2 separate regions of the Gossypium hirsutum genome follow, and region 1 is linked to region 2. The links are chromatin contacts, called in public Hi-C maps. All regions are on one chromosome and are shown on one strand. Each heading gives the region's core, a stretch centred on a gene start, on an enhancer-like site or on the middle of the called end of the contact. The rest is flanking DNA. Distances are from core to core; before and after follow the strand shown. Region 1 holds the start of LOC107934496 (squamosa promoter-binding-like protein 16). Region 2 holds the start of LOC107934512.

What was found. A called contact is a pair of places that touch in the nucleus more often than the background predicts.
Region 1: a Hi-C map of leaf shows a contact between it and region 2, with 2.6 times the contacts expected there. The contact joins the promoter of LOC107934496 here to the promoter of LOC107934512 in region 2. A contact is called at or near these places in 2 of 34 Hi-C or Micro-C datasets (leaf and petal).

What each region holds. Positions count from the first base shown.
Region 1 is chrA12:91,534,528-91,538,515 of Gossypium_hirsutum_v2.1, reverse strand. LOC107934496 (squamosa promoter-binding-like protein 16) reads left to right here and starts at 2,193. Exons shown (of 4, transcript XM_016866940.2): 1 at 2,193-2,700.
Region 2 is chrA12:91,405,057-91,408,990 of Gossypium_hirsutum_v2.1, reverse strand. It overlaps LOC107934512, which reads left to right and starts at 2,174. Exons shown (of 2, transcript XM_016866957.2): 1 at 2,174-2,904. The coding sequence starts at 2,511.

The DNA of each region.
Region 1 (3,988 bases), core at 944-3,443, 130 kb before region 2:
TTGTAACAAAAACACCGCTATTGCCTAGTTTTTAGTGGCGTTTGGACAAAAACGTCGCCATTTCTAAGTTTTAAGCAGCGTTTGGACCAAAAAGGCCGATATAACTCAGTTTTTAGTGGTGTTTGGACCAGAAACGTCGCTATTGCTCAGTTTTTAGTTGCGTTTGGAACAAAAACGCCGCTATTGCTCAGTTTTTTGTGGCATTTTGTTGCAAACGCAGCTAATGCATAATCTTTGTGGCATTTTTGGTCTAAACGCCGCTAAAACCCTATTTTCCTGTAGTGAATTTTTTTTAAAATTTTAATTATACTCACTTAAAATATTAAAAAATTCTTATTAATTTCACAAAAATTTAAAAATTTTAATTAAGCATTCAAATTTTTTTTAAAAAAATTCTCATTCAACTCTTAAATTTTTTGAAAATTTTACTAAAGGTCCCTTTGAATGGGCATTTATCTTCAGTACGGTGCGTCTAGTTTTCTTTTATCTTACACTACAGTATTTAATTTCATCGCTACCATTATTTTTATATTAATAGCAGGTAAACACACCGCCCATCCAAAGGGCCCTAAAGCCCCCTGAACTTAGTCTCAAAGTTTACCACTAGATTCAGATATTGAAATTTGTTATTCACAAAAATAAAATAAATTGAAATATTAAATGTTGGTGAAATGATATCAAAAGCCACTATAAAATCTATATAGATAATAATTAGAATATACAAGTCGAAGTATTACATGCATTTACATATTCAAAACCATTAAAAAATTAAAGATTTCAAATATTTAATGAGATAAATCTTAAAATTATACAAAAATTTTAATTTAATGTATAATTATACACGTGAAATTTTAATTGTGGTTCAAATGTATACTTGAAACTTTAATTTTGATTTAATCATACACATTTAAAGAAATAAATACATCAATTTATTTTTATATTGGATAAATATAATTATTTATGCATGCAATATATAAATATAAAATGATGTTGTATCAATAATTGTGTTAATAATTTACAAGAATTGGATCAAATCAAAATTTCATGTATAAAATTACATACTAAATCATAGTTCATGTATAATTTTGAGAATTATTCCTATATTTAACCTAATTAGTAATTTCAAAAGATATGGTTGTACATAAATATTTTTGTATGTATGTAATTAAGGTATATTTATATTTATATCAATATTTAAAATTTAGATTGAGTTAGTGTTATTCTTAACTGGATTCGAACTTTTACATCATTTTTTTTACAAAGAAGTAAATATTTTTTTGAATGTATTATTATCTTCTAAAAACATATTTAATATTTTTATCAAAATTTTATAAATTTGATAGTTAATTGCTAAATTTTTAATTTAAAAACAAAAAAAAAACTAAAAATATAAAAAAATGTTGATAAAAATAAAAATAAAAGATCAAAACTAGAGGTGTGCATGGGCCGGGTCGGGCCGGGCCCATAAAAATTTTTTGCCCTTTTTCAAGGCCTGGGCCCGGCCCTGCCCGAAATATGGGCCTAAAAATTTGTCCAAGCCCGGCCTGAGAAAAAAATGGTAGGCCCGGCCCGGTCATATTAATTTTTTTTTGCTTTTTTTATTAAATAAAAAACTTTAAAATATAATAAATTAAATACATTTAAAACATAAAAACAAATATTAAAACAAAAAATAAATAAATAATGGGACTAAAATAATTATTAAAATAATACATAAATTAAAAATATAATAAAAAGTATTTATATTAAAATTGAAAAATTGAAACAAATTAAAACTAAATTAAGAATTAAATTATATTAATAACAAAAGTTTTACAATATCAAAATAACATCAAAACAACAAAAAAAGTAAAGTAAAAGTACTAAAGTTATTTAAAATTAAAAATAAAAAATTTTAAAATAATTTAATATTAAAATCGGGCCGGGCCGTTTTCTAAACGGGCCTCGTTTTTTGTCCAAGCCCATTTTTCGGGCTTATATTTTTACCTAAACTCTCTCATTTTTTGAGTGGCCCTTCGGGCCGGGCCGCCCGGCCCATGCACACCTCTAATCAAAACACACCTTAAAACCAATAGCTAACTAGTACCGATTACTAACTACTAACAACCTTGGTTCCCAACTTCCCCTTTCTACCGTTCTTTGGATTTCTGTATTTAAAAGTTGAAAGCAAGTACGCTATACCCTTCCTGGCCACTCCTTTTTTATTTAAATAGAGGATTTATTTTATATTTTAAAATCCAAACTGGTTTCGAGGCATTAAAGCCTAAAAAGGAAGGAAAGAGAATTGGAAAGCTCAACGTTGAACCCCGCTTTCTTTTTCATCGGCATCTCTTTTTTTTTTTTACTAATTTCATTCCTACATCTCTCTCTCCATTACACATTATCCATTTCTTACCCGCTTCTTTACTAGCAATAAATTCCCTCATATACCACCTCTCGCTTTCTTCCTCTTCCTCTCTGCTCTGTCTTTCATTCACTTCTCTTTTTTGATGGGATGGAACTGTTGTCAGCATATCCGTGCCTACGTCTTCTTCTTCTTTTCTTGTAACTTCACTTCTCTCTTAGTACTTTTGGAGTCCACAGTTTCCAAGTTTTTCCATTTCCTGCTAAATTCCTCACTTCAACTTTCCCTCTCCTTTTCACGGTTTATCTGAGAACTGCCACTGCGCCCCCTTACCCACATCAGATTCTTCCTCTCAGGTACCCTTTTATTCTTCTCACTTACCCCTTTTTCATCATTAATCTTTCTTTTTTTTAAAGTTCATGCTAACAATACAAGTTGGATGTATCAGTAAGTATACGAATTATTATTATGGTTATAAACTATGGAGTTGTTTAGCTCCTACTGGTTGCTAATGAAAGGACCCATATGGGGTCTTTTCTTTTTCAGTCAATGTGCTTGTCGTCCTTCCACTTCAAACATAATACATGTCTACTACTAATTTTCTTTTTTAAAAGTTCAACAATTGAATTTTATTTGAAAAACTTGGGGTGAAAGGCCTTTCTTTGTTTCCAAAAATATCTTCCATGCAATTTGTGGTAGGAATAAGAGTGTTGACTCCAATGATGTTGACAAGTTTATAGCTACAATAAAAGTTGGGACTTTACTATTGGAGCGCAATGACCATTAAGGCAGCCTCCCCCACCCTTTCCCTTTTAGAGTTTAGCCTTTTTTGTTTTCCTTTTCATTTGTTGCTACTCCTCCATACTACTACTTGCGCACTCTTTCTTCTATTGGAAATGGTTGCTTTGCTCACTTTTACAAGTTCCTTTTTTTTTTATTTTATAAATTAATAAATTCTAACCATACAGTTTAAAACTGGGCAATCCGATCCCTTTTTTTCTTTATTAAATGAAAAAGTCTTGATTAAATATCCGTACTGTCTTTATGCTACAAGTTACCCTCCCTCTTTCTCTTTATCACAAACACAATTAATAGTTAGAATTTTAAAATTATGTTCTCGAATTTCAAACCTATGGAAAATTCAAGTCAAATTAAACGTTTTGGTGTTTTTAAAATTTATCTCAAGATTTTTATTTAACATATTGGTGGTGGTAAAGTTTTATTTTTACAAAAAATTTACAAGAGTTAGAAATTATCATTTATCTTAAAAAAAAACATCTTTTTATCTTACTTGTTTATTTTTTAACAATTTATTAAATATTAATTAAACACTCTGACTGTTTTTAATCTCTTTGTATATTACAAAATTCCAATTGTATTTCTCATAGTTCATTTATAGTTTATATTTGTGTTTTGTGTTTATTTTTTTTTACTAAGTGTTTTTATTTATTTATTTATATTTTTAAGTTATGAAAAAGGTAACTCCTTAATTGTCAACACCTTGGATTTGGCCATCATTGATGAATAACTTGTACTATGCTTCATATTATGAGACCTCCATCCAATCCAACCCAATCCCCTTCCTCTAATTCTTCTTCAAAGGTAAAAGGTTTGCCCCAGTATCTGTTTACACATTAATCCTGA
Region 2 (3,934 bases), core at 925-3,424:
CCTTTCTCATGACAAAAGGCACATTCATCTTTCCCGAGTCTGGACTTGGACTTTGACTTTGATCTCCCTTTTTGAGTTTTCTTCCGAGTGTATGAACGACCTCAGACTACTAAAGCTTCTGTATCTTTGATTAAGTTTTTCTGTTTATCCTTCTTTCTCTGTTCATAACTGTATAAGGCCGCACAGACTTCGCTCAGAGATATATCACTCCTACCATGAAGTAGAGTAGTTTCTAGGAACTCAAACTCCTCAGAAAGTGACCCCAACAGCATCAAAGCCAAATCTTCATCTTTGAATGTCTCATCCGTATTTAGCAAATCAGTGACTAACTGATTAAATTTGGTGATGTGATCATTCATTGTGGTACTTGGGACGTAAGTGAAGCGAAACAGTCTTTTCTTCAAGTGGAGCTTATTTTGACTGTTTTTCTTCAAAAAAATTTCTTCAAGTGTCACCCACAACTTATTTGCAGAAGTTTCCTTTGAAAAAGCATACCTCTGCTCTCGAGAAAGGCATGATCGAATTGTGCCACATGCCAACCGATTGATCGCCTTCCAATCTTTCTCCTGTACATCATCTGGTTTCTCTTCATCAATGGCAATGTCTAGACCTTGTTGAAAAAGGGCATCTAGAACCTCACTTTGCCACATACCAAAATGGCCCGTGCCATCAAAGATCTCTACGGCCAATCTTGCATTTGCAATTATTGGTCTTGTCCACATGGACGATGTTGAAGCTCCTACACCGACCGTTTTCTCCATAATCTTTCAATATACCTAAGGAAATCTTTTCTGATGTGGAAGATCAGTTTAAACTGCAACCACAGAGCATACTACGATTAACCTTCGGCTCTGATACCACTTGTTATTCCAATAGGGTCGGAAGCGTGTAAATTATTGTACTAAAAAATCACACAAAGTTTAATTCCCAAGGACGAGAGGTGGATCACATGGATCTCTTAAATACCAAGTCTTTCCTTAGTCAGAATATCCCTTCTATAGTAATTTAATAGCACAATTAAATACTACTATTATACCCTCAAATATTGAAAGAAAAATAGGACAAGAAAGAACACAAGAGTTTTAACGAGGTTCGATAAATTATACCTACGTCCTCGGGCACTAACACCAGATGATAACTTTACTATCTTCAAAATATTACAAACAAATAGAATTCCTTAAGAATTCTCAAATGGGAGAAGACAGAAAACTAAGAGAGAAAGATTGGTTGGGATGGTTGAAATGAAAAATGATTAGGCCTATTTATAGTTGAGGTTCAGGGACCAACTTGCAAATGGCCTAAAAAATTAGGGACCAAAATTGCAATTATCCCATTCAACTTTAAACAACTTGCCTATCACTTTTTCTTTCGGTGCCAATTGCACCTCCCATTTTTGACTTTTCAACACCCCCTTAATTGACTTTTCAACAGCGAAATCACTTGGGGGAATGAGTTGTGGGTTATAATTGTTGTTTGGGCACTTGTTCAATTTTTGACGTTAAACTATGAAATATTTTAAGTTGGTTGATATTTTTACAAAACTGAGGTTTAAACAAGATTTTGATTTAATCTGATAGTTTAAAGATGGTTTATAGTTTGCATATTAGAAATTCAAATTTTTCGACGTCATCACTAGTAAGACGTATTCATCAATTGCTAAAGAATAATGAGTATTAAGTGGTATCATATGTTCCTAGGGAAACTAATTAGATTACAAATTAAATTATAAAAATGGTCTAAAGTGATTTAGAGGGTATCAATGTGATAGCAAAAATCCCTTCCAATTTAATTGAAAACCTTATTAATGATAAGTCTAAAGAGTTGTTCAAACTAATCAATATAATTTAATTTTCTAAGCTTTGTTTTATCTACTAAAAATATATATAAGATTGAAGAAAAAAAATTGAGGGAAATAAAAGAAGATATTATTTTTGATTTAAAAGTTTAGTTCGAGAATATATATATACAATGTAGAAAAAAGAAATGATATATCCTCAAAGAAAATAATGCAATCAAATTAGCAACGCCCACGCGCATAATCGATATGAAAGCAGGAACAGCTAAACTCAAGCTTCAAAATAAAAGGATAAGGCTTACGTCAGCTGTCCCCACCTAAGATTTCCACGTCTGCTCTCATCCATAAAAGCAATTTCAATACACGCGCTCATGATTACTTGTCATCCAAAAAGAGTTGTTTACTGTTCTATTTATTTTGTTTTTGGTTTACGAAAATTCCAATTAATCGGAATAAAAGCACCGCCGCGTCTCTTCCTTTTTCACTTTCCCTCTATAATTTCCAGAGAAACAAACAATTGTTTGGCTATCCGAACTCTCTAGTTGTTAATTATTCTCCAATCAAACTGTGGTTTTGATAACTGTCCCTGGGTTTATCCATTCGCCTCGTTTTTAGAAAAAATATCTCAAAATCTTTTTAATTTTTTCTTCGGATAATAGGGTTTAGGAAATTTTTCATCTTCCAATTTTCAATTGGATTTTGCCTGAGAAAAAGAATGATGAGAAGACAAGAGGAAAATCATCGACATCAGGATCAGCAATCAAGGGTTTTCCACGAGCTGTCGGCGCTGGTTCTGAATCTTATACGATCGCCGCCGATACCTTTCGCCGACGAATCTCCGGTGCCGGGGTGGAGGTCTCACCCCCAATACTTGTCGACGACGACGATATCTCCGGCGGGATACGCTTGGCTGATGCTAGGGATATCGGTTTCGTTGATGTTGTGTGGATCGGTTACTTTCTTTATAGGTTTCTTGTTGATGCCTTGGGTTATTGGCTTGTTCATGGTATTTTACGTTGCTGGGATTGTTTCCGTGATTTCCATGTTAGGTCGTTCTATTCTTTGTTACGCCATGGCCCCCCCTCCTTCGCCTCGAAAGGATATTCCTGGTAAATTGTTTCTTTTACTTAATTTAATTACTTTTTTTCTTATTAAAAAATCGATGATTGGGCTATGGGAATTTTCATGTTTGAGATAAATTTGTTTTCTTTTACTGATTGTCTGTTTTCTGGGTGTTGGCTTTTTTGTCTCTGTTTTAATCTAAGTTCTTTTATTCTGATTTGAGATACTATAGTTGAATGAATAAAAGATACTAAATAGATCATGGTGAATTAAAACCTTATAATCCCCAAGTTACCTTTTCTAGTCATTAAAATTAAATCCCTTACTCCCAATTTGTCTCTTTAATTTTTTATCGATGAATATGATTTGTTAGAATGGTCATTCAGCTCTTCTGCTAAATTTTAGCATTGGATGTTCTACTATGAATGGTGATACCATGTTTTAGACTACATGAAGTGATGAATTTTATTTTGAGAGGTGATCACCAAACCCTTGTCGAATAGAATTTGCTGATCAGTGGTCGAAAAGTGGAGATACAGATTCTATGACGACTTTCTTTCAGTTGGTTTTTTTATTATCCTTAAAACAAGAGGTAGATGAACATTTTATTAGTTGAAATAACATGATTGGCAGGACCCCTCCTGCATTTTATAGTTGGAATATTTAGATTAGATTGTTTTCCAGTAAGTTGTTTTCTACTGTGGAGCAAAATATACTTGCCAATTTCTCCAGTTTTGATTTTACTTTATTCCTTGATCTTCAATGCGTGCTTCTTGAGAACCTTTTATGCAATCAATCAAATGCTAATGATACAGGAAAAGTCTGTTTAACGGTGAAACTATGTTTAAGATGAATTAATTAGGTTCATAACGAGTTTGGTGTATTGCATTTCCATGTTCTCTTCACTTTGATGGTTTGAACCATAATGAAGTAGTTATCTTTATTATTTTTGCAGTAACATTTGATGGTATAGGAATAGCTAGTTTGAAATGTGATATACTGCTGGTTGGTGGGTTTCTTTGACAAGTAATGGAATAGGAACACTAATAAGGTTTTTGGTTTGTCAAATTTTGGAGC